2 separate regions of the Sus scrofa genome follow, and region 2 is linked to region 1. The links are chromatin contacts, called in public Hi-C maps. All regions are on one chromosome and are shown on one strand. The core of a region is the stretch at or near the end of the contact, and the rest is flanking DNA. Distances in the headings are between cores, read along the strand shown. Region 1 holds the start of AXDND1 (axonemal dynein light chain domain-containing protein 1). Region 2 overlaps ABL2 (Abelson tyrosine-protein kinase 2).

Evidence for each region. A called contact is a pair of places that touch in the nucleus more often than the background predicts.
Region 2: a contact with region 1 is called in a Hi-C map of skeletal muscle, with 2.9 times the contacts expected there. The contact joins the enhancer-like site here to the promoter of AXDND1 in region 1. A contact is called at or near these places in 1 of 5 promoter capture datasets (fetal skeletal muscle), 20 of 47 Hi-C or Micro-C datasets (alveolar macrophages, brain, embryonic fibroblasts and 12 more) and 2 of 2 datasets of contacts at active chromatin or transcription factors (alveolar macrophages and skeletal muscle).

Annotation. Positions count from the first base shown.
Region 1 is chr9:121,117,687-121,122,340 of Sscrofa11.1, forward strand. AXDND1 (axonemal dynein light chain domain-containing protein 1) reads left to right here and starts at 2,345. Exons shown (of 25, transcript XM_021063739.1): 1 at 2,345-2,593; 2 at 2,991-3,182; 3 at 4,193-4,365. The coding sequence starts at 3,104.
Region 2 is chr9:120,895,977-120,900,630 of Sscrofa11.1, forward strand. ABL2 (Abelson tyrosine-protein kinase 2) reads right to left here. Exons shown (of 13, transcript XM_003482731.4): 11 at 3,366-3,539; 12 at 2,594-2,827; 13 at 1-2,308. The coding sequence ends at 1,128. Among named protein-coding and RNA genes, the nearest start is that of TOR3A, 38 kb to the left of the region's middle. Within about 2 kb of position 1,830, at least 2 of the 83 cell types and tissues checked have an H3K27ac peak or open chromatin away from gene starts, as enhancers often do. A contact at or near this core is called in skeletal muscle, where this site is marked.

The DNA of each region.
Region 1 (4,654 bases), core at 1,095-3,594:
GGAAAACTGTCAAGTAAGGTAAAATAGTTTAAAACAAAAGTCAAGGACCCTGAGTTCCTACTCAAGGGCTGATAATATTCTGAGCCATATCTAAGTTGTTTTATAGATACTCAACCCCCTGCCAGATAGAAGAAGGTGACCCCTGCTGACGGAAACACATAAATCCCAAATAGTTTTGAGGCCAAATAATAACTCAGGTCGTCAGTGTAGGAGCTTGGGCTTCGATGCCTTCTTTGATATGGCCATTGATTAACATTTGTGGCTTAAGGGCTCCAGGGAGTAACATCCCCACAGGCCTGGTTTACTATAGGGAGTGTACCTACACCCAGATGGACATTAATCTCTAATCCCCTAGGGGAAGAGAAGGGCAAAGAAACGATGAGACTTATGGGACATCCCCCCACCCCAAAACCCCTATTGGACAAGGACTGATAGAGGTAATTGGGCAAGGCCAATGGGGGGCCCATTGGACCCCACATTGGTACCCCCATCTTTAAGGGATAAAAACCCCTATAAGACAGTAAAGAAGGGGGACTCTTCTTCCCCCTCCCAGCTGTCGTGGGAGCTATTTGCTTTCCTGTAACGAAGACTTTGCTTGCTTGATGCCTGTGTGTTTTCAAAGTTCATGCTTCAGCTTCATGAGCAAGAACCCAGATTCCAGTAACATCTTTCCGGCAGCAGTTTGAAATTACAAGGGTGATGATGTTGACTCCTGAAACATCACCCAGTTACCTCACTGCCAACCAGAAATCAATCAGAAAAATGCTCGTGAGTTGATCAGTCTTCCTGTGACCCTCTCCCTTATCTGGCCTTTAAAAACACTTCCATAACAGCCATCAGAGAGCTTTTGAGCCTGTTCTCCTTGCTTGGCACCTTGCAATAAACAGGGTGCTTTCTTTCACAGCCGGTCGTCAGTAAATTGGCTTTGCTGCCAAGTGGGTGAGCTGACCCAACTTCAGTTGGGTAACAATCCGGGTGGCGGAAAGAGGGGGGTTCTCAGCTCCTCCATTTGAAATGTGTTTATCTCATTATTTCCTGAGAGCAGATTTTTAAGCAGTAGGACCCAACGATTTTATTTGGAATGCGTCTGCCTGAAGTGCCATCTCCTGACCAGCCTCTAGCCAAAAAAAATGTCTGGACATAGGAATGCCTTCTGCCTGCCAGGGGAGTTTGGTGAGGGTGTGGGGGTGGGGAGGGCAATGCTTAAATATCCAAAGAAGATGCCAAGGACACGGGCAGCATCTGCATTTAATGCCTCTGATCTCAGAGAGACAGCAGTGAGTGGTATCTTGGAGCAAGATTTTAATTCTTTGCTCAGGAATCGAACCTGGGCAGCATAAGTGAAAACCAGGACTCCTAGCCACTAGACCAGCTAGAGGGTAGAATTACCCCGATTCTTGCCCCCTTTTGAAAGTGTTGCCGAAATTCAGCCTCTCCACTGTTGCTGAAAAGAAACACAGAGCGTTTGGGGTGAAGGAGAAAAATACAGCTTTACTGCTTTGCCAGACAAAGGGGGCCCCAGCAGGCTAATGCCTTAAAGACTGTGCCACCCCCTTGGGAGAGATTAGGAGGTGGTTTTATAGTTTGGAGAGTGGCAAATCTATAGGGCTGTAGATAAGGATCAGGGTGGATGGCCAGCTAGCATTGTTTCTCAGGGCGGGTTAAGTTTAGTGGCCCCAGGACTGGTTCTGGTGGTCCTCCTTCTTCCCAGAATGAAGAATGCTTCATCAAGTAGTTCTTCTACTTGCTGGGGGTTTTAGTTCTACCGATAGGTTCAAAGGTATTGCTATGTATATTCCTTGAGGAGGAACCAGGACCCTGCCCCAGGGCTGCACGACTGTTATCTTGTCTCCCTGGTCTCTGCATCCCCTTCCTTCCCTAATTAGCAATGGCCCTTTGGAACTGAGGGAAGGTCATGAAGGCTGAGCCTTATTCCCTAAAAACAAGAAATGGAGGACACAGGAAGGCTTGTGTGCCTAGGAGCCTCACAGGGCCCTGCTCCGTTACACTGCTTCACCTCAACTGATGGGAACCCAGAGTTTTTCAGTATCCAATTTCCCCTTGAATTTAGCTTTTAGAAAAATAGGCAAAACAACACAAAAAGCACGATAGAGCGACGTGAAAAAACTTTTCAGGGATGCTTGCTCAAGTCCCAGGGCGCCTTGGGTCAGGAACCAGAGAAGTCAACAGTAGAGGTCCAGAAGCAGGTGCCTGGGGGAGAGAAAGGGCAAGATGTCGTGGGGGTGCAGGGAGCATCCCCAGCCACCCCTAGCGCGTGCGCACTGGTGCAGGTCTGCGGTCCAAGCCCAAGGATTCACTTTCTGACCCTGTGAGAACGGTCCGATTAAACATTTTTATTTTCCACGGCTGCCGAACCTAATGCTATGATTTAAAACACATAGGCTCCCCGAGAGATTGTTGCGATTCTTAGCCGGCTCCCTCCTCCGCCGCAGTGGGCGCGGACGCCGGCACCGCCGAAGGCAGCCCCGGTTGAGGGTTGCTTAGGCGCGGGGTCCTGGGTTTCTATGACGACGCGCACGCGTTTGGGGAGAGGCGAAGCGACAAGGTGTCCGGCGGGAAACACAGTTTATGGGTACGGCTTGCAAGTGTCCGTTTTCCATCATTTCTGAGGCAGTAACATTGCGAACTCTGCCACCCTCGAGTCGGTGGGGCTGCATGCACGAGGCGCGGCCTGTGGGGGAGGCCGGGGGTCGGAGACCGCTCGCCTCGAGCGGGGGGCGCCCTCCGTGGTTGGAGGGGTGGTAAGAGCGTGTCTCTCTCCCCGCCGCGGAGGACCAGACTCTGATCCACCCACAAGCTTCTTTGTTGCCTTGGGAGAGCCCAGAAGTGTCCCCACAGAGGGAGAACCCATTGTAGATGAATTGTAAACGCCAAGGGTAACATAAACACTTGTTTGGTGGGGAACGGGGGTACTTGTCTCACTTTGGTGTTTTTTTTGTTTTTTTTTGTTTTTTTTTTTTTGTCTTCAGGTCAACGTGGCAGCCCTGCCAAGTCCCAGGATGCCTCTGCTTAAGTTTCTAGGTTAGCTTTCTGGAGGGATATTTCAAATTACTAAAGAGAGTGATAGGAGGCATTGCTTATTATGTCGCTTCCGAAAACGCCTTCCACATCAGCATCTGAGGGCAAACATTTGAAAATCTCTACATCCAAGGAAGAGAGAGGTAAAGTGCTTCAAGGATCTCACAGGGATAAATAATCATGGTCCTAGACAGAAAGCACAATACGTTGTGTGCCTTAATCTGAGATTTCAGGATACCTTTTTAGCTCCGTTTTTCAATACAGTTGTTTTAAGAAAATCAAAAGCCATTTTATAGTATTTTTGAGTCGGAGTCTTGTTTCACTACTCCACAGAAGGACTGTGTTTGTAGTTTTTTTTCACATGCTGATGAGTTTTATGTATATATACATATATATGTATATATACAAACACACACACACACACACATATATATATATATATATATATTGGTCTTTTTGCCATTTCTTGGGCTGCTCCCACAGCATGTGGAGGTTCCCAGGCTAGGGGTCTAATCGGAGCTGTAGCCACCAGCCTACGCCAGAGCCACAGCAATGCGGGATCTGAGCCACGTCTGTGACCTACACCACAGCTCACGGCAATGCCGGATCCTTAACTCACTGAGCCAGGCCAGGGATCGAACCCGCAACCTCATGGTTCCCAGTCGGATTCGTTAACCGCTTTGCCACGATGGGAACTCCTATATTGTTTTAAATTCAACTTATTTTAAATACCAGCGGTTTTGTGATATATATATATATATATATATATGTTTTGGCATTTGATACCTAAGTTTGTTTATTTTGCTAGCTGCTCCTGCAGCATGTGGAATTTCCCAGGACAGGAATCGAAACTGACCTGCTGCAATGACAACACTGAACCCTCAACCTGCTGCACCACAGGGGAACCCCTGTATCTGTGTTTTTGAACTGATGTCTGATATAAGTGTGAGTAGGACAGACAACAGTAGTTTTTTTTTTTTCCCTTGACTAGATGATTTTCAGTGTTTTAAATATTGTTGCTATTCTTGACAACCAGAAGCAATTTTTTTTTCTTTCTGTTAGTGACAGATAGATGGGATTGATGAGGCAGCCTGGAAATCTCTTAACTCTCAAAAAAACTATAGTAAGCTTTTCTTTCCCATTCTTTTCTTAGGACTTCCTGAACTAAGGGAGAAAAAAAGTCTGGTGGATTGGTCAAAACCCCTTCCTCCTTCCCTTCAGAACCAGTTCATCCCTGAAGAAGTTCTACTTTCTCTGACCTGTGCAGCCAATGCTGGTCCTTGTCCTGAGAACTTACTGCCCCCTAAGAAAATTAAAACCCCAAAGGTGTGTATATACATTTATGAAGGACTTGGGAACATTACCTTTTGGTGTCCAGTTCATTAATTATTTATTGAGCCTATGTTATATGTTCCAGATTGTCTTAAGACAATTTTTAAATTAATTTCCTAGAATGAAAACTCTTTTGCATGAATATTTCCAAGGAAATGCTTGAGTATTTCTGTTAACCTGTGTCATTTTCATAAATGATCACTACTCCTCTCAGTCTTGATATTCTTCTTTCGCTATTGAATTAGCCTAGTTTCGGTCTTTCTTCCTAGTACTGAATAAGAGT
Region 2 (4,654 bases), core at 580-3,079, 220 kb before region 1:
GGTCTGAGGTGATATGGGAGGGGAAAGGTTACAGAGGAACAGCCATGAGAACTCAGCCAGCCTCTCCTCTCAGTCACGGACCCCTAGGCCAACCGCTGGGTTTCGAGAAGAGACCCTCTCCCTAGTATTTTAGTTGATAAAGAAATAGCCAGCTGCTCAAGTCCTTGGCCAGTATGTCGATGTGCAGGGCCACTGTATCAGAAAAGGATTTTCCTGTGAGACCTGTACATGACTGTTATTTTCAAATCAATGTTGGTTAATGCCCTGAATGCTGCCAGGAACAAAAGGAGACACCTGCCCAGCAAGGAGTACAGAAGAACCACCAAGGAGATCCTATGCCTATGGTTTACAGATAGGCACCAACAAGCAGAAAGCCAATCCTGATCCATTAGAATAGACTGGGAGAACTAACTTCTAAGCAATGTTTAAGATTTTAGGAGGAGATTCCAATCTCTCTGAAAATACTTCCTAGCATTCTTTACTTCCTGCACTAATTAACACACCAATGGAAAATAGGACAGGAGCATACAACTAAGGCCAGGTTTCCCAGTTTGGTATATATGGCCATCTGATTTGCAGTTCTTACTGCAGCAGTGACCTTGTGGAAATCAAGGTTAACAGCACTTCTGACAGCCTTGAAAGAAACGTCTCTTGGCACATTCCCAGCTTTCTTCTGTCCCACCCAGTACGTCAGATGAGTTGGAGCATAATCACCACAAGTACCTACTGGAGCCCCAAGTTAATTCCCTTCTGCCTGGTGCAGAATGAGCGCCAGAGCCTATGCACTGTCTAGATAGAGTCCCTGTGGCCTTGCTGGAACAGCCCTGTCTAAACAGCTCACATCACTCCTGGTAAGAATGGGCTGGCTTTGGCCCTGATGTTCCAGTGCAGCTTCCGATCCTGCCCACAATTGCCCTGGCCCCACCTATTTTCCCTCTCCTATGTGTTTTGCTTTTTGTTACTTTTGAGATGAACCTGTAAACGTGAGAACTCAGAGATCTGAGGTACTTCACAGAAACACACTCAAATACCAGTCTTCCATTTTTTGAAAACGAGAACACAGGAAAACAAGTCACTTTCCCTCTTCCCTCAGAAATGTGTGCATCTTCCCCCTCGGCTAACAGTGGCTACCTCTGCACCACATCACTGATTTCCTGTACGCACGACAGTAGGTTGTTAAGGACAGGGTTTGCCCCGGGCACACCAGCAGCTGCAGAAGACACCTGCAGCTCCTGCAGACTGAGTTCCAGTTTGCTCACGGCCTCTCGGAAGGCAAATTTGTTGCGAGTCTGGGGGATGCAGTCCACATAGCCTGAGCAGTAGTCGAGCAGCTGGTGTCCAGTGTCCACCAGCTGGCTGTTGGGCACAGGTTCCGTGATTGCACTCGACAGTAGGTCAGCACATTCCAGCAGGGCCTCCTTGCTGATCTTGTCAGCTGAGATTTTCTCAGCTGCCTGTTTGGTTTTTCTCAGAGCCACTTTAGTACCTGCTGTGCCGTTGGCCATTTTGGCTGGCGAGATGGAAGATGTGGGCAGAGGCACTTGAGGTGGAGGCATTGCAGGCCTCCCAGCTTTTCCACTGATGGGCACTGCCCCTGGAGCTGCCTTTTTTCCTCCTTCCTGTGTTTCTGACATGGGCTGTCCTGCAGTCGGGGCAGTCGGCTCTTCCGTCGGGTCCGAGCACATGGACGGATGCGGCAGTAGTCTCATCACTGGTGGTGGGGGTGGGGCACACTTTGGTTTTACCCGGCGGGGTCGGTCCTTGTCTCCAGAGGAAGTGACCTGATGCTCCGATAAGAGCTTGAATTTATTCCCCTGAGAGTCTGTGCCAATGAGCTGCACATCAGCTGGAGTGTGCTTTAGAGTGGGTGAGATAAGGACTGGCACTTTGTGGTTGTGAGTGGTTGGAAGGACCACTGCAGCCTTGGCTGGAGAAGACCAGCCTGTCTGTTCGCCATCCTCTGGGACTCCAGCCATGCCAAGCCGTGCCCCACCATTTCTCTCCTTGCTCTTTGGGGCAGCTGTCACTCCAGCTACCCCCACCCCGGGAGAGTCCTTCTCTGTGATGGCTGGATCCCCAGAGGGGGTTTTGAGAGGAAGAGCTGTGGCTCCTCTGGGCAAAAGTTTGGCTTTTGGTCTCTCCCTGGTTGGAGCAGCACCTTCCTCTGGTTTTTTTGGAAGCGTGTCATTGGCCCTGTCCCCATTCTCTTCTGGCTGAGAAGAGGTGGACACTGTCCTTTCCAGCTGGAGTTTGGACTTCTGGCAGTTCCTGGGAAGGGTCATTGCCATCCTATCCTGCTCTGGAAGCCCTGAGGACATGGAAGATGTAGAGTTTGACCTTGGAAAAGGCTTGGAAGTGTCATCACTGGCTGTTGGTTTACCCGCTCGTAAGCCCAGTGTCTTTTTGATTAAACGTGGTGTAAAGAAGCCTGTGATGCCAGACCACCCACCCCCACCACTGTCGTCATCACAGAGGTTCCTCTGTGCAAAGCTCCCCCCATAGCACTTGGGTGGCACCAGATTCGCCTCTTGCTGGGCAGAAGTGAAAGAGAACCCATCAGCATGCTGCAGAGAAGCAACAGATGAGAAGTTACCCGTGAGTTCATATTTCTTGTGGGGCTGATTCTCCATTTCTCGGAAGGAGCTGCTGCGTTTGGGGGGTGTGGGAGCATTTCTCTTTTTCATGAAGGAGCTGAAGAAGCCTCCCTTCCTATCTCTGGTGAAGCAAGTCTCTTTGGCATCTTCCAAGAGGCTGCTGGGTGACTTGTCTCTTTGCTTTCGAGGCAGTGCCGGGGACCCACTGGGGGCCTGTGCACTTCTAATGAACCCTGATGAAAAACAGCCAATCAGTAATGAGGAAGGTAAGAAATGACTCATTTGGGTTACTAAGGTTACACTGTAGGAGTTGTGTCAGCATCTATTAAATCTCAGGTATTAGCCGGACTCAGAAAACTAATAACACTTTATCATTTCACACTGTTATTCCAACTTTGAGGAGGGATTTAAGTGAAAATAAATAACCCACAGTTTTTTACCTCGGCATTCATCTTTTTTTCTAGAAACTACAACACAACCTGGCCTCATTTATTAGGCTCAACAAAGGAATTTCTGCCGGAGCTGTAAAGACAGTAACTACTTGGAAATGTGGAGCTTGGGGAAATGGGGTGGGAGGCAGGCTCTATGCTGGCTGGGCAGATCAGGACCACTAACCCTGGCAGTGGAGAGTTGAGGACCACAGTGGTGAATGAAGCAGGTGCCAGCCACACTGACCTCAGTGAAGATAGGCAGGAAAGTAGAAATAAAAACATCGTACCCCAAGGCTCCTTAAAGAAGGCAGTTTGGTTCTACTTGCCTAGGAACTCATACCTGGTGCTGAACTGGAAGCAGAATTTTCTGTGGCATCTTGTGCCCCTTCGATATTCTCCTTGTTCTCCCCCTGTTTCTTCAGCGTCCGGGTCTTGGAAGGAAGTGTAGGTAATCGAGGCAGATATGGAACAACAGATGAGGAGGAGGCTGCTCTCCCGAGCTCCTCAGCTACCTCTGTAAGGAAGACAAAGGGACCGGTAATAAGAACAATTTCATGACCAAAACGGGGGGAGGGGATTTTCTCTTTCAGAAAATGCATCCAGCTGAGAAGACTGGAGTCCTAAAATATGTTAGGTAAGTGGAGTCATTGAGTATGTAGTCTTTCTGTCTGGCTTCTTTTGCTCCACATGCTATCTGGAGATTCATCCAAGCTACTGTACATGGCATGGGTTTTTCTTGTTGCTTGTTCAAATGTGTGAATGTATCCATTCTCATCCTGGTGAATATTTAAGTTGTTTCCACTTGTTGGCTATCATGAATATACTGCTAACAACATCCTACTATGTGCCTTTGGCTTCACAATGGTATGTGCATCTGCTGGGTATGCACATCTGCCAGGAGGTGGACTGGTGGGTTACAGGGAACACACAAGTTCAGCTTTGTTGGGTCTTACCAAACTGCCTCCCAAACAGGCTGTACCAGTCTACATCCCAACTAGCACTGCATGCAAATTCTGGTTACTCTGGATGCCTGCCCGAATTTGAAGTTAGGGGTTTTTGTATCTTAGTTTTAGCCATTCTGAGTGTGTAGTGGTGTGTAGTGGCCATCTCACTGTTTTATTCTGTACTTCTTCATATGCTCATTGGTCATTTGGATATCCTTGTTTACTAAGCGTTTACTCATGGTTTGAAAAAAGCAACCAGATGTCAAGCAACCAGATATTTTTATTTTCAGGTTGTGCTTTGCAAAAAAAAAAGAAAAGTGGATACGATCCATTCCATTTCATGACAATGAAGCAAATGAGGCTCCTGAAAATGTGTTCACCCCATTAGTAAGCCTCAACTGATCAAACTCGGCCGTGGATTTTGTGGCTTTTACTAAAAAGGCAAAAACATGCTTTGCTACTCATTCCTGAACAAAAATCAAGTATGGATCAATTAAAGTGTGAAATTTTGTAACTATTTTACAACTTTTTTTGTATTTACTTTTCAAACCTGACCCCCCCACACACACACAAGAGGGGGTATATTACGGCACAAAACCCGAGCTCGCCAACGAGATTACTTTTTTTTTTTTTTTTTTGGTCTTTTTGCCTTTTCCAGGGTCGCTCCCACAGAATATGGAGGTTC